Regions from separate parts of the Zea mays genome. Here region 1 is linked to region 2. Evidence: chromatin contacts called from public Hi-C data. All regions are on one chromosome and are shown on one strand. Each heading gives the region's core, a stretch centred on a gene start, on an enhancer-like site or on the middle of the called end of the contact. The rest is flanking DNA. Distances are from core to core; before and after follow the strand shown.

What was found. A called contact is a pair of places that touch in the nucleus more often than the background predicts.
Region 1: a Hi-C map of bundle sheath shows a contact between it and region 2, with 2.8 times the contacts expected there. The contact joins the promoter of LOC107303347 here to the promoter of LOC100274339 in region 2. A contact is called at or near these places in 3 of 25 Hi-C or Micro-C datasets (bundle sheath, ear and endosperm).

Annotation. Positions count from the first base shown.
Region 1 is chr2:148,763,029-148,765,728 of Zm-B73-REFERENCE-NAM-5.0, forward strand. LOC107303347 reads right to left here and starts at 1,320. Exons shown (of 5, transcript NM_001367267.1): 1 at 702-1,320; 2 at 177-244; 3 at 1-35. The coding sequence starts at 1,092.
Region 2 is chr2:148,333,246-148,335,945 of Zm-B73-REFERENCE-NAM-5.0, forward strand. LOC100274339 (putative RING zinc finger domain superfamily protein) reads left to right here and starts at 1,365. Exons shown (of 2, transcript NM_001148700.1): 1 at 1,365-2,022. The coding sequence starts at 1,721.

The DNA of each region.
Region 1 (2,700 bases), core at 70-2,569, 430 kb after region 2:
TTCTGCGAAAACGACATGACGCGCGCCGCCACATCCTAGCCAAAGCCAACGGATTGGACAAGTGAGCTCAGTGACACCCTGAAGAGACAAACAAGCACACTGCACACCAGCTCCTCTAGCTGCAGACATAATACACGAGACGCTGCAATGAGATGGAGATGGAGTGCATGTCTTACCTCCCCAGTACCCACGATGATGACGTGAGGCGTGAAGCTCCCGCCGGCTGACAGCGCGTACCATTCCCCTGTTGCGTTTGAAAGAACACCGATCAGACAGAGACAGAGAAATGAACACTTTTTATGTCATTTAACTACTAGAAGATCGTGGCCAGTATATAAGAAATTTAGCTAAACCATGCCCAAAGGGTTAGGTCAATTAGGTAATCTGACGACGGGGGGAAAAAATCTCCAAACCACAAGATTGGTGGGGAGCAAGAGGATAAACATTTGAATCGGCGATGAATGCGACAGTGAACAGAAGAAGTGCCGTAGCAGGTGACTGACGGATATTTGACTGTCTCCAGCGTGAAAGAAATGCACATCAAATCACGCTTACTGGACCCCATCCAAGCAATGCAACAGAAATCGACAAGGGGGGGGGGGGGGGGGGGGGGGGGGGGGGGGGGGGGGCAAACGCAGCAAGAAATCCTAGAGCGAAAAAAACGTATAAAAAGGGAAATTTCGGCCGGGGAGAATGCTGACCGAGAGTGGCCAGGATCTGGCGCCTGCCGGAGCCGCGCGGGCGGCCGCGGCGGCGCTCGGAGCTCATGTTGTTGGCGTGCTCGCTCTGGCTCTGCCCGGCCGCCCGCACGCCGCTGTCCCCCGCGGGCTCGCTCGGCATCCCGCCGCCCAGGCTCCAGGCAAGTGGCGCCGCGGTGGCGTCCCCGGCGTGGCCAGCCGCAGCCGGCGGCGGCGACGGCGTGAGGGACGTCGACGGCGACGAGGGGGAGGACTGGTACTGGTACCCCTTGGCCGCTGCCTCATGCGCCTCTGCCATGGCGATGTCTGCCGCTCCGAACATGCCGTGCTGCCCGGATCCATGGCCGCCGCCTGCGGCCACCACCGCGATACCCTCCCTCCCCTCCATCTGCATGTCCAACGCTCTTCTTGGGTTGCAAGTTTGCAACTCGGGACCTTTGCTTGCTGCGCAAATTCCTTCTTGTTCCCGCCTCCTGGTGCTTCGTTTCTTCGCTCGCTTGCACTTGAACAGAGGACGGCGGACACGAACTGAACAGACACCTGGTTCTAGTTTGGGTCTGTGTCCGGTTATACCCAGGTCATCGGGGCTAGGATTTTGAATATGTGCAAACGACAGAAACTGATAAAATAAAAATGAGAGATTTTGGCACAGGAATGGCGGGTTTTTCCTGCCGCTCTCCTCTGCGATCCCCTCCCTCTCTCTCTCTCTCTCTCTCTCCTTTGACCAACCATCTCATAGTTGGACTGCAAAAGTGTCCTGCACTGCAGCCCAACAAAACTTCCCCTTTTTTATTTGAACGGTAAAGAAGCGAATGGGACAAACAGTTTTTCCGATAAATTTTGTTTGATATATACAATAATACGCTCTAAAGAAGAGCAATGTCTGTGAATTGGACAAAAGAGTGGTGATTTTTTAGTAAAAAAATATATTCCGATCTTTATTAGAAATTCATAGGTTCTAAAACTAAACTTTAGTTTAGAGACTAATCTAGTCACTGCACTATTTGGTTCTATAGACTAAACAAGAACTAAACATATTTGCCAGCAGCCTGGGCCAAATATGTTTACTACAGTAGGCAGCTGGGAACGACCGAACAAGCTCGCGCGTGTAAGGGAGTGAAATTTTTGCCCTTTAGTCCCGTTTAGTCCATCTATTAGTTTTGTGTTTGAAAAATTAGAAACTAAAAAGACTAAAAGTTAGAGACTAAACATTAGTCCTATAAAACCAAACAGGTTCTAAAAACTTGAATACTACTCTCATGCTTTTCCTTCGAGTTCTTTTCTTGCATGTTGATAGTAGTATTATTTAAGGAAAGATCCAGCTGGTAGGATAAAAGCAGTCACATCGGGGATTGTACCATACAGTTCATCATCTGAAATTTTTACCACGGCTGCTGCCTTGCTGCTATGGAGTGTCTGCCCAGTTGTCCACACGACCACACACACTGCACAACATCCGATCATCACATATTTGAAATAACATCTTTTAAATAACGATATAATGTTATATAAGGACGGTTATTGATCGTTTTTCGAAACAAGTATTATTTAACAACTGCTATTAAAATACAGAAGTCAACATATAATGTCAGACCATGCACAACCTTATTTAATATCTCGTCTCTTGAATGGTCTGAAGGAGGTTAAATAAAAAAAAGAACGAAGAGTCTTGCGACAGTATTTATGATTTAAAAGTTCAAAGTTATATTATACCGTCTCTTAAATGTCTTTTGTACTTTGGAATCCCTAGGTTCTCTAGGTTATTAAGGTTTAGAAGAACGTTTGTTTGCTTATTTTCAGGAAGTTAAGGTGTGATAAAAAAATACTAATTGTCATATTAGTACCACTAGTGGACCTAATAAAGCATTTCACTCCCCATCTTTCTATGCAGCCTAGCCAATGTTCCTCCTTTTTTTTTGAACCTTCGAACACACGCAAAAGGCCAGATTCTCGTTACTTCCATTATTTCTCAATATTAAAAAAAAAACTCTAGGAGAGAAAA
Region 2 (2,700 bases), core at 115-2,614:
GCACTTATCAATCCATAAGATTTATGTTGCAGGGTAGTGAGGGCAAAAAAGACGAACATGAAAAGTCACCCGGGAAAAGAGTGCTACCACAAGGGTGGAATGAGACGCTCTTAGCTGATTAATTAGGAAAGCTAGTGTCACTTAATCCTTTCCTGAAAGGGGAAGCGGGATGACGGAGTGCAGGTATAGGGAGGTCCTCGGGGTGGACTGTCTGTAAAGTTTTTCGGACGAGGGATTCCTATATCGCATTCGGGTCAGAATCCGTAGCGGGTTTCTCTCATCTAGTGTAACTTTGTAAACGCCTCGCAGTGGACCCCCTAGCCATTCACCTTGAGAGTGTCTAGGGGTCTTATAAACCCTGGCTAAATGGGAAACCCGTCTTGTGGGTAAAGATGCGCAACCTCTGCAGAGTGTAAAACTAATATATCAGCCATACTCACGGTCATGAGCGGCTCGAACACTCACATGAATAACTTATGTAATTAAACTTAATCTGTCATATGCATTTCATTGGGATAGTATCCACTTATACTTAATATCTGCTAATAAAATTTTGACCAATTTGTTAAAAGCAACGCTCAGCCCTAACCATTCTCTTTGGTAAGCCTTACACTTCACATGAACCACCACCGTAAGTGAGCTCATGCACATTATTCCTCACAACTTGTTGAGTGATGAACGTATGTGAGCTCACTTTTGATGTACTCACCCCCAGGTCAAGGACAGGTACCGTCAAAATAAAGAGCATGAAGGATGTTGCGATAAGTTCGTGAGAGGTCTAGGCTGTTGTCTCCCAGTCAACTATGGTTGTGGAGGATCATTGTCGTCATATGATGTAATTATTTAGTTATTTTATATAGAACCCTATTATGAAATAAAGATGTGACATTCGTTTCTGTAACATGAGTCATCATATATGTGAGACTTGATCCTAACACACATTTGATTTGCGCCCGGATTTACCCTTAAATCTGGGTGTGACAGCGCGCGGGTAAAATGTGCTCGTTTCCATCCCTTAAAACCGTAGCATCATCGAACATCCTGAACAATCCGGTCTATATTTGGTAAGTAGCAAACATCTTTACTTCTGCGAATGTAGTTATGATTAGAAAAACAAACATCATCAGGGGGTAGTTTTTTTTCTCCACCGTTCCTTTTATGCCTGGCCTAATCCTATCCGTACTGTACAGTGGCCAGCGCGCTATCCTTCCTTTCACTCCACTGCCACCGCTGTCCACTGCTGATGTTCCATCCGAATGTTGTGCACGCGAACGTCAAAAAAAAGACCAAGTTGACAAAAATGCAGGTCGTGTGGTAGCCGCCGCTGCCGCCTCGACGCCGGTCGTTCTCTATTCTCTATCTTTTCGCTAGTGCGCTCGTCGCGTTGCCGACCGCTCGCCCCGCCCTGAAACGAGGGAGCTCGGCGACGGCAACTAGGGGGGGCACGGCAGCGAGGCGCGCACGCAGGCCACAGAAACGGGCGGCGCGGACGCAAAGCGAAGGCATCAGCATCCGAGGTAGTAGCAGGCAGGAGACCTATCTATCATTCTATCCATCGCACCGAGTGCGCATCGACACGGCCCACCAGCCGAGCAGTCCAGTCCAGTCTAGTCCACCACAAGTCCCCACAGCCGCAGTAGGAACCGAACCGGCCGAGAGGGAGGCCGGAGGGGGGAGAGCAGCGCAGCGCAGCGCGCGGGGTGGGAGTGGGAGCCGCGGCATGGCGTCCGGCGTGTCGCCGAGCATGGCGCTGGCGCTGGCGGGCTTCTGCTTCAGCCTCATCTTCATCGCCTTCGTCTGCTCCCGCCTCGCCTGCGCGCTCCTCCGCCGCCGCCGCCGCCGGGCCCGCTCGCGCCTCCTCGCCCTCCCGCGCTACTACACCGACTACTCCTTCGCCGCCCACCACCCCGCGCCCGGCGGAGGCGGCGGGCTCGGGCTCGGCCCCGCCGCCGTCGCAGCCCTCCCCACCCGCGCCTTCGCCGCCCGCCCCCGCGGCTCCGCCGCCTCCGACGCCGAGTCCCAGTAAGTACCGGTCCTTCTCCTCCACGCTCCTGTTACCCCGTAGCGTTGCAATCTCGCGCGCGATCGGTTCGTGTCGGGCTCGCTCCAGTCGGTTACGCGCGGGACGGCGCATGGTGGGGGGCGGCGCGTTCGCTGGTCGCTACCGTACCAAATCATATTCAGGGGTGCGCACTGCAACTAGTAGGAAGAAGAGGCTTGTAGTTGCGAGGGCGCCATCGGGCGGGCGGGCGGGGAACGGGATCGCTGTTATGTTTAGATGTTCCGATTTGGAATCCTTTAGATGTTCCGATGGATATCAATGTCACTGTCAGAAACAAGATCAGGCTGTTGTGTTTGTCGGCCATACATACACACTGTTGACATTACTGAGAGGGGTTTGGCGGGGAGAAGCCCTACCAAACAGAATGCGACTTGCTCACTGTGAATGGGGTGTTTGGTTGCTTTAGTCACTCTTCTCCCTAGAAATCCTATTTCAAAGACCTATTTTAGTCACCATGTAAGTTTCGAACTGAACACCCCTTTAGACTATAGTAATACTATACAAGTGAACACAAGTTCTACTGCATCCACACCGGTATGGGGAAACGATGTTTTCACTGATGTAAACAACCGGAACAGATTTATGGGAAAACCATGAATAAACTTACAACCTGTTAGTAAGTGTTTTTTTTGCCGTGT